Linked DNA regions of Mus musculus: region 2 is linked to region 1. Evidence: chromatin contacts called from public HiChIP or PLAC-seq data. All regions are on one chromosome and are shown on one strand. Each heading gives the region's core, a stretch centred on a gene start, on an enhancer-like site or on the middle of the called end of the contact. The rest is flanking DNA. Distances are from core to core; before and after follow the strand shown.

Evidence for each region. HiChIP or PLAC-seq counts read pairs in DNA pulled down with a chosen protein or histone mark.
Region 2: a contact with region 1 is called in an H3K4me3 HiChIP or PLAC-seq map of bone marrow-derived macrophages, with 4 times the contacts expected there. The contact joins two enhancer-like sites. A contact is called at or near these places in 1 of 484 Hi-C or Micro-C datasets (nephron progenitors), 1 of 115 datasets of contacts at active chromatin or transcription factors (bone marrow-derived macrophages) and 1 of 9 other capture datasets (embryonic stem cells).

What each region holds. Positions count from the first base shown.
Region 1 is chr3:100,700,145-100,705,502 of GRCm38.p6, reverse strand. It overlaps Gm43464 (predicted gene 43464), which reads right to left. Exons shown (of 4, transcript NR_168313.1): 4 at 4,521-5,358. Among named protein-coding and RNA genes, the nearest start is that of Gm43464, 10 kb to the right of the region's middle. Within about 2 kb of position 2,217, at least 62 of the 459 cell types and tissues checked have an H3K27ac peak or open chromatin away from gene starts, as enhancers often do. A contact at or near this core is called in bone marrow-derived macrophages, where this site is marked.
Region 2 is chr3:100,886,942-100,892,299 of GRCm38.p6, reverse strand. It overlaps Vtcn1 (V-set domain containing T cell activation inhibitor 1), which reads right to left. Exons shown (of 6, transcript NM_178594.3): 4 at 3,858-4,136. Among named protein-coding and RNA genes, the nearest start is that of Gm40108, 19 kb to the left of the region's middle. Within about 2 kb of position 2,884, at least 38 of the 459 cell types and tissues checked have an H3K27ac peak or open chromatin away from gene starts, as enhancers often do. A contact at or near this core is called in bone marrow-derived macrophages, where this site is marked.

The DNA of each region.
Region 1 (5,358 bases), core at 968-3,467:
ACTTTGCCGCTGTGCAATTCTTTGAAGAGATGTGATTAAAATCCTCAGCGTCTGCACCCCCGTTCCCACCCCCACCATTCCCTTCCCTAGCAAAATCTGTTGCTAGTGCCTTTTCTGTGGGGCCTGTCTTGTCTTGTGTGGGTTTTCTCTCCGGACTAACAGCTAAATCAGGAAAAGGTCTTGGCCACAGCTCACTGCTTCAGTGACTTCTCTGAGGCCAGCTGGGGACTGACAGCCTCAGACACCACCTCTCTGCCCCCCCCCCCCCTTGCCACACAAATGCAATTGCCTTGAAAGGCAGATGCTTTCCTCTGTTAACCTCATACCGACAAATAAAAAACGGGAAGAGCGTTGATCGCTCATGCAGTTTCTCCCTGATCATTCTAGGAAACAGAACCAAGGAAATGTTCGGTCTGAGAGAGACGTGGCTTTTCTTAACAAACATTTCACATGCACAATCGTTACAAAATGTCGTTTGCAGAGTTCTTTGGGGGGGGGGGGGATGAAATGGCTCTTCTTTTCTTCTTTCATCTTCCTATGAAGGTAGTGGTTGTGTGGAGGCAGGAGGGTAAATGCTTGGTATTTAGGGAATAGGCCTCATTATCTTCCGTTAACAACGCATCTTTAAAATATACATAAGGCTTTATAAATTATAATTTTGTCATTACATATAAGAGTACCCTTTCAAACATGTTTTAGGTGAGGTCAGAGGAAGGGGGATTGTTGACGATGTTTGGGTTATCTTGGCTGCTGGAATTTTCTGTAATGTAATGGTCGTTTGTCTGCTTTCCCAAGCCCACCTTTCCACCTCAGAGGAGAGACAAGAAGGCTGCCAGTCCATAGGAGAATGTGCACCGCAGTGGAGCAAGGGCGACTACCAAGGCGAACACATCCTCTAGCCCTGACACCGGTGCCTCTTAGTATGTTCTGGCCCTTTTCCTGTAAGCTTGTTCTGTTATTTAGTAGCCTCTTGGATCTGCTGTTTCTCTCAGTGAGGAAACTTGCTGGCACCTGCATGCCTAAATGAGCGGAGACGGGCGTGCCCTCCCACCCGTGCTGAGAGTCTGAGACCTGCAAGCCTGACGTCACGTGACCCAGCAGGCCCTCTCCCTCTCCTCCGGATTCCTCTGGTTTATAGCTTAACTAGGGACCAAGCCGGGAGTGGTGGCGCACGCCTTTTATCCCAGCACTTGGGAGGCAGAGGCAGGCGAATTTCTGAATTCGAGGCCAGCCAGGTCTACAGAGTGAGTCCCAGGACAGCCAGAAACCCTGTCTCGAAAAAAACCAAAAAATAAAACAAACAAACAACCCAAAAAACAAACAACAAATAAACAAACCAAAAAAACTAGTGACGGGGAATCTTAGCCTCCCAAGCCAGACTCAAAACATCAGAGAGATGAGTCCAAGCTAGTCAGATAGTCTGACTTCCTACTAAGTCTAGTCCCTCCATTGTTTCAATGGCAATCCCAAGTCTTCTCGTTTCTGAAGTGGAAACAACCAGGTTGTAAGAAGCATAGGTGAGAGCCAAAGTTAACTGCTAGGTATATATACTTAATTCTAAACAAATACAAACGATTATCAGTGAAGGCAAACAAACGTGAAATTTTCAAATGTGACCGGTGACTCCGGTATCTTTGAATCAGTTTCTTGAATGAGTAATTGGTGCGCAGGTTTAGCTTAGCTTTAAAATACATCTTTTACTTCAATTTAGTTCTACAATTGTTGGTTTTGTGCAGAGTTAAACTCTGTACAGAGGAGCAGGCATGAAGGCAAGCTCCCAGCTGAGCGTTTTTGCTATATACTTCTCCTGGCCTCTACAAGTTGTCTAATGAATATTTATGACTCAGTACTAATACATGTCAGACTCTGAGAGCTGCAGCACAGTATCCTCTGCCCTTTCATCCCGTCTCTCCTGTGTTCTGGGGTCTTGATACTGACAATTATGACTGTAACATCTATTTTTATTAAATGAGAAAGGGACAAAATTAGGGAAATGAAAGGCTTGGGTGCGCTTGGCTCGACTGCTTTTTAAAACGCCTATTAACTATTAACGTTAACTTTGTTCTGGGCATTCTGCCAGCTGCTTTTCTCATTGCTCTATCTTTTAGTCATTTCAAGAACATAAAAGGAAGTTATTTCGGCTGAGGATCTGAGAAGTTATTCGGTCTGTTCTAAGCTAAACAGCTTGAAGTGGTAGAGTCCTCAGCTATCAATAGCTGGGCTGTCTATTTTCATGTCCCAAATATTGTTGGAGGGCCCGCTATGTGTCATTCACTTTGCTAGGCTCTAAGGGCACAGTGAAGGAAACAGCCCTCCTGGTTCTCGTAAGGCTGCCAGTTTAGCAAGGAAGGCTGAAGGTAGATAGGCTGTGGCAATTGAGCATCACCACATAGAGCGTGTGGGGAGGTAGGTCTTGCAGGCAGGAAGGGCTTGCAGAGGCTCAGGGGTAGGAAAGATCGAGGGGCCTCTGGAGATCTGCAAGGAATTTGCTGCCCATTAGAGCATTCTAATCAAGGCACCAGCGGCAGAGTACCTCGTGAGCTCTCAGGAGGGGCCATTTCCTCTCTCTGGGTAAGTTAGACCTAGCATGAGTTTACTTGAAGTATTGTGCTGCTAAGGCTCTCCCATGTTTCACAGAGTAGTAATAAGGGGCTCCGGGATGACTGTGTTCATTTCTATAATTAGAGGTTTTCTAAAAGAGATGGAATGTAAAGACTCTTCACCGTTGTTCCTTTTTCTTGGCCCCCATCATGAGTGGAAGGGCAGCTTTGACTGGGTTAGAGAGCATTTAGAGTAACATGTAGAGTTTGTGTGTGTGTGTGTGTGTGTGTGTGTGTGTGTGTGTGTGTGTGTGTGTGTTTATGATGCAGAGTAAGATTTAGGTGTGTGTTGTTGACACAAATCTCTCCTAATAATATCAGTATATTGATACTTGTCCCAGGCTGTGTCTTTGAGCTATATAGGTTTTAACTGTTCATTGGTCCTTATAACCCTAGGAAGTAGGATCAACTATGTCTAGTGATTCCCAGGAGGAAACTGAGGCACAGATATATTAAGATATTAAGATTGTGTTCATACAAAAAGTTGGCAGCAGAGCTCAACTTTTTTGTTTGTTTGTTTTTGTTTTTGTTTCTGAGACAGGGTTTCTCTGTATAGCCCTGGCTGTCCTGGAACTCACTTTGTAGACCAGGCTGGCCTCGAACTCAGAAGTCTGCCTGCCTCTGCCTCCCAAGTGCTGGGATTAAAGGCGTGTGCCACCACTCCCGGCTAGAGCTTAATATTTAAAGCTGGGACTGTGTGGCCTCAAGTGGTTACTCTTGACAGTTGGTAGTGTGGTATAAGACGTTCATGAAACCATTACTGCCAATTATTAAATGTAAGTCTTGGTTCTTTGTATTGTTGTTCATTTATGGACAGTCTCATGGGTAATTCCTCCATCCCAGATGTTAGAGCTTATGACTGTCAGTGGTCAGAAAACCAAGGTGCCCATTCCACCTTTGGCAGCTACTAAGAGTAGAGTGCTGCCTGTGGTTGGTGGTACTTGTCACCTAAGCCTGAAAACTAACTTCTCCTCAGAGGCCTCCAGAAAGGTTTAAGATGGGTGGTGCTATCATTGGCAGTTGTATGTTTCTAATGAAGCACTGTAGGGTTCGTTATGTGACCAGGTTCCATCCCAGATTCTAATCTATGGGTAACTTAGAGTAGGGAATGTGGAGATGTAAAAACAAGACAAACTCCATGTCTGAATGTGACATAGAGATAAAAAGGTCTTGTTAACAGAGAAAATGAAGAATTCCTGGCATCATCCATGAGGATGAGGATGATGATGGTGATGGTGACGACGACGATGATGATTGATGATGATGCAGTTGAATCAAAGACTAGAAATGCTTCCATAAACTTAACTGCCCCAACCCTGATTTGAGACCCATGGTCCTGTGGTATAGACTGGCCTTGAGCTCTCTGTGTAGCCAAAGTTGACCTTGCACTTTGTTCTGCCTCTGCTTCCTGAGTGCTGGGATTACATTTACACACTACCATGCTTAGTTTTATGTGATTTGGGGAGTCAAACGCATGGCTGAAGGCATGGCAATCACTCTACCAAGTGAGCTACATCTCCAGCCCCCTGGTTTGTGATATCGCTAGAAATATATTTAGGGCTCTGTATCTCCCAGCCTTTGTTATCCCGATGTTGAGATCCTTGGGGGTTTTTTTGTTTATTTGCTTATTTGTTTGCTTGGTTTTGTTTTGTATTTTAGAAGGAGTCTCATGTGTAGCCTGACCTGGCCTCAAACTTAGAATTCTCTGAAAGCAATTAACCCTTTATCGAAAGCAGTTGCCTAGGTTAGCGGTCATTTCTCCCTGTGTTTCTCATAGAAAACCAACTCCTGGATCTGTATCCTTTGGTCTGTCTTTTCTTGTTTATGTATGGCATATGTGTATGAATGTTCACATGTATGTGGGAGTATGTGTGTGGGCACATATTCTCTTGGGTATGTAGCAGAGTCCGGCAAGAAGCATTTTCCTTGGTCTTTCTCAACTTTATTTACTAAGGCCAGGTCACTCAATGAACTGAGCCCAGAGTGTGCCAATTTGTCTAGTCTAGTTAGCCAGGCTCCCATCCCATTTCCACCTCCTGAGCCTAGGATTACAGCAGGCCCACCACACCCACTCAACATTTAAATGGATGCTGAGGATGCAAAGGCTGATCACTAGGCTTGTACAGACAAGTCCTTTCTCCACTGAGCCATCTCCCCAGCCATTTCTCTACATGTGCTATTCAGAGCATTCCCCAGCAGTCCCAGTTTTTAAATTTAGTCAGCCCTGGGGACTTTAAGCCCTAACCAGCTTGAAGTCCCCAGTTCTGCCCTTACATCTGCAATGAGTTTCCTACTGTTCCATTAGCAGATGGGACTCTGCTGTACAGAAACTGCGGTTACCACTCCTCAAGCTGCCTGCAGGGATCTCCAGTAGGAGAGTAGATACAGAGAATCAGTTTAAATTCAGAAAACAGCGTTGATACAATAGCCAGATATTTGAAAAGCCTTCATTTACCCCAAACACATAGAAACAAGATAGTCAGTATGGGGGGGGCGGGGGTGTGACACTGGAAACTTGGCGGAAAAATGAGAGAGAAACTCTCAGAGCTCTGTCCTACTTCCTGGTTAACATGCCATTGAGCTGCAGACAGTTCACTTCATTTCCTACTGGCTGATAATTCTATCTTTAAGCTTGGTGAGTCGTGTCTGGTAGCATGTGTCAATCTTGAGCAGTGTTCACGTCTGCTCATGTCTTCCTTCCTTCCTTCCTTCCTTCCTTCCTTCCTTCCTTCCTTCCTTCCTTCCTTCCTCCTTCCTT
Region 2 (5,358 bases), core at 1,635-4,134, 190 kb before region 1:
ATATGAAAACAAAGCTAAGCAACTGACTCAAGACGGTTCCTTGGTTTTGGATGTACCTGTTCCCTAGGCAGTGGCGTCTACAGGTTTGTGCTATCAGATTTCACTAGACCTCTATAAAATGATACAGAATTATCGATTTCACCTTCTACTCTTTTCTCCCTTAGACAATCCAATTTCATGTCACTATTTCAGCTCTGTCACACTTTAGGCCTGTGACTTCAGTAAATAACTCAATACATATTTGCTCCTTTTTTTTCCTCTACCAGAAAAAAATAATAAGAATGAGAGCTCATGAGTGACATAGAACAGTGCCTGGCATACTGTCACTCAATAAGTGTTAGCTGCAAACAACACACACAGCAGACCTACCCAAGCCCAGTAGGAAAATGAACACTGAAAGGTTAGATGCCCAGGGATCCTGTCTCATAGAATGAAATGTATGGAGTAGGGCTGCAGCCTCCCAGGCCTCCACGTGATGGGTAATGTGTCAAGCGGTAGGCATCTCTGCCTGCATCCTCTGTGGGCCTTTGAAGAGCAACGTCTCTAAAGCATCATCATCTTCACCCTCATGTTGCTTCTGTGTCCCTGCTTTGTTGGTATAGGTACCAGGTTCCTCGACATGCTGGGTACGAACATCAAACCCATTCTGACTGTTATTTTTCTTGATGGTCACATTTGCTATATCAAGATCCATGGGTGGCTTGGTTTGCTTGTTTTTATTCAAGCAACTTAATTTATTTTTCTTTTTCCCTTTTCATATGCTCACAATTCCTCTCTGGGACCACTGCCACAGGCTCCTGATTTCAAGGCTTCTTAGTCTTTCATTTTCTCCATCTTTATAACCTAACCCGAACTCTCTGTCCCTCTTGGTCCACTCTAGTCACAATTAACTCTATCTTAGAGGTCCCATTTTAATACTGGGATTAACTTTTTAATGATAGCTGTACCGTTTATCTAAGTATCTCGTGGGTTTTTAAAGTACTATGACCATACTTGGCACAAAATCTGTGCCTGTTGAACAAGAATCTAGGATGATTAGTACCCTGCTGTGTGCTGTAAAAGTTGGGTCTGGCTCTACCCACCAGTCCCAATTTCCCAAAAATAAGACACTGACTCAATATATATTTACAAATACCTTGGCTATATAGCTAGGCTCTTCTCTACCTAGAATTATAACTTAAGAGAATCTATTATTTTAATCTACATTTTGCCACATGGCTGTTTATCTGTGCTCAGGTACCATGTGTCTGTCTCCTCACATCTTCCTGGGTGGCTCTCCTGCCTCACTCATTCTATCCCAGAATTCTCTCTCCTCCCGGATGTCCCACCTCCTATTTCCTGCCTAAGCCATAGGCCATCAGATTTATTATTGACAGGTGCCACATCCACACAGACATAAGATATTCTCTCTACAGTGTGCATTTACTATATCTAACCCGTGGTGTCCATTTGTCATCTATGTCATCAATGGACACTTCAGGCTTCTATTTTCTTGACTATTATAAATAGTATTACTACCACCATAAGCATTCAAATATTTATCTAAGACTTTTATTTTTTGGATATACCTAAAAGTATAGTCATCAGATCATGTGGCTAGTCTGGTGTTAGAGCATGCTATTTTCTGTTGATTACTTCAGAGTCTGTCCTACTTACAGTGCATGAGTGCTCCAGTTTCTCTACCTCCTCACCAACCCTTGCTCATTTCTGCGTGTGTGAGTTCTGGTTGGTGAGCATCTCAATGGGCCTGGAGTCTGAGGTGACAGCTTCTTGTTGTTTTTACTTAGCTTTATACTCATGATTCATGCTGTGAAGCACATTTTGACGGACCTTTTGGTCATTTAAATATCATAATTAGAAAATCGCCCCTTCTCATATGCTCATTTCCAAATTCAGTGTTGGAGAAATGGATCCATGGTTACAGCTGATTGCCGTGCAAGCGTGAGGAGTGGCATTCAGATCCCCAGATACCTGCATCAATGTGGTGTGGGCATGACAGCACACCTATCACTCCAGCCTCAAGGAGTGGAAACTGGAGATGGATCCCCAGAGCAGGCCGGCTGGTGAGACCAGCTCTGGGTTTGATTGAGAGGCCTGCTGCAGTGAACAAAGGGAAGAGCAATGGAGAATGATTTCTGATGTTCATATGAGTGCATACACACGTGCATGTGTACAAACACATGAAAAACATGCACATGTCCGCTGTATACACACCAAAATGAAAAAGTACACATATGGAAAATGGAGAAAGGCAGCAGGAATCCAACTGTTATGGCTGGATACATGACCCTATCTGTGGCAGACTGCTTGCCCAGCATGCACAGGGCCCTGGGTCTGACTATCAAGCCCCGAAAACCAAAATCCTTAAAATTCAGCCATTTAATTTTTTTGTTAAGTTATAAGATTTCTTTATATATCATGAGTACTAACACCTTATTAGATAGGTAATTTGCAAGTATTTTCTGCCATTCCACAGATTAACTTTCATAAATATAATTTTAATAAAAACATAAGATGTTATGAGTATCATTTATTCAGTTAAGCTCAGCCATCCTCTGTCAGGAATTAAAAATGTACAGTATGTATATGTGTATGTGTATGTACACACACACACACACACACACATTTGCATTGTTCTACACTTGATACAGACAGCAACTCTTTCTTAGCAAACTTCACTCTGAAGAGAGGGTTCAATGAAGCATAAGAGGCCATGCCCCGGAAGTCATAGCTGAGTCTGGTTCATCTTAGAACTGCCTTCCTCCTAGGTTTGGCATGCACTAAAGCACTGCAGGCAGGTGACAGGGACTAAAACAGGCTGCTAAGAGGCCACTTCAGTCTAAGGTTTTCAGATTTTCCTGACCAGTGGTCAGTCTTAGTCAACACTGGTGAGATCAGCCTCCAGTCCCATGATGCTGAGTAAGACTGAGTCAGAGGGTAGATCTTTGATCTTCAGACTCAAAACCTTCTCAAGGGCAAGTTGGGATCTAGTGATTTTGGAAGAATTTAGGATGTAGTGTATCAGTTAAATATGTCACAGTTGTCAAATAATCATTACATCTCTACTCTACACTAAAGTAGTCCCCCGAGTTAGGAAGAAAAAGCCTCTGAATCCTAAAGCCCCCCCCAAAAAACCCAAAAAACCCCCAAGTAATGTCAGATTAAGTCAGTCAATGCCTTTTGGGAGGGAGGAAGTTAGATAGGGTCTCACTGGGTAGCTCTGGCTAGCCTGGAACTCACTCTGTAGATCAGGCTAGCCTTAAATTTACAGAGATCTACCTGCCTTCCGAGGGCTGGGATTAAAGATGTGCATCACAATGCCAGGCTCAGTCACCACTTTTTAGTCAATATGCTATAAATATTATGCAGTGTTAGGCTTCGATTACAAAAATCAGTGCCAACTAGAATTATGATCAAAATCTCTGGCACAGTGGTTCGTTAACACTCCTAATGCTGCAGCCCTAAAATACAATTCCTCATGTTGTGGTGACTCCCAACCATACAATTATTTTGTTCTACTTTGTAATTATAACTTTTCCTGTTTTGAATCATAGTATAAGATCTGATATACAGGGTATCTGATATGTAACCCCTGGAAAGAATTGTTTGACTACTGCAAAGGGGTTGTGACCCATTGGTTGAGAACCACTACTCTAGAGGCTCTGGAAGCGTAGAGATTTTTTGTACCCTGGTATGTATTAAATAAATTCAATTTTGATTGACATACTATTTTCTTTCTAGAGATACATGTGAGAACACGGAGAGGCGCGCAGATGTTTGGGAATAGAGAGCTTGACTTGTACCCCCCAGACCCTGGGTTTCATCTCCAGCAGCACGGGAAACCCCAGGAGACCCACCTGTCACTTTGATGTCCCCGGTGGCTTTGGCAATGTCGTTTTCAATCATACAGGAGTATGTGTTGTTGATTGTGACATTGTAGAGCACAGATACGACCTTCATGGTCACATTCTCAGAGTTCAACTCAAAGCTGGTGTTGGAGACTTCTGAGAAATTGGCTCCTTGGTCGACTTGAGATGCCCAGGCCACTGTGGGCTGGGGGAACCACCGAGGAGCCTCGCAGCGTAAACTCTCTGAACTGGCATTATAGTCCACATTTATCTCTGGCATACTGAAGGCTGTAGGGTCAAAGGTCAAAAGGGACAAATGTCACGGGGAGACAGATTAGACAAAAACACCATAAGTACTGGGTCTTTTTTGTTTGTTTGGTTTGGTTTTTTGAGACAGGGTTTCTCTGTGTAGCTCTGGTTGTCCTGGAACCCACTCTGTAGACTACACAGAGTTCTGCCTGCCTCTGACTCTGGAGTACTGGATCAAAGACATGCACCACTACCACCCAGCTAAAGTGCTAGGTCTTAAAAACATGGGACAATCACTTCTCTCACTGAAGTGACTCAGCACACCCCCACAGTAATGTTTGTGTAAGGCCCATTATGTCGTGGGCATAAATTATTTGTTCAGAGCATCACTGTGCATTATAACCCTTGGCCAGTACCACAAACTCAAGGGACCCGAGTTTCATGTATTTTAGCATTTTGATAATCTTCTCCATGTAAGAGGAACTCAGTGATTATGGAAGAAGGAGGAAGAGGAGGAGGAAGGGGAGGAGGAGGAAGAGGAGGAGGAGGAGGATGTCTCTTTCCTTAGGACAATAGGGCCTTGGAAGGGCCTACTGAATCATATGTTTTGAGGTAAAGAGAGAAGGGTAAGAAGAAAGAACAAACATTCATCTTTCACCACAGAAGGCCTATTCACAAGCCTTGGCACTGTGGGGATTTGGAGTTTGCTTGGGTAGAGATTTTTAGCTCTGATATCTACAAGTAGAATGGTAGGTATTTTTTGTATTCTAAGAAATGCTACTTATTAAAGTAACACTTGGAAATTAAGGTATCCGTTCTCTTAGGATAGAGTGTTAGGGCTCTGGGCTTATTGTTATGGCAGGAAGGCAGTCCACAATTAAAATGATAAGATATGGTTATGATGATGATGGTGATAGTGATGCTGCTGCTGACGACGACAGTGACAGTGGTGATTGTGTAGGAATATGTGCCACACACAGCATACCTGTGAAGCGTGGAGAGTAGTTTTGGAGAGCTGGTTCTCCCCTTCCTCTTTTGCATGATGTGGTTGTTTGAATAAGAATGATCTCCAGAAGCTCATATGTTTGAATGCTTGGTGGAACTGTTTGGGAAGGACTAGAAGGTGTGGCTTTGTTGAAAGAGATGTGCCACTGGGGGTGGGGCTTGAGGTTTCAAATGCTCACACCATTCCAAGCTCTCACTCTCTCTCTCTTCTCTCTCCCCCCTCTCTCTGTCTCTCTGTCTCTCTGTCTCTCTGTCT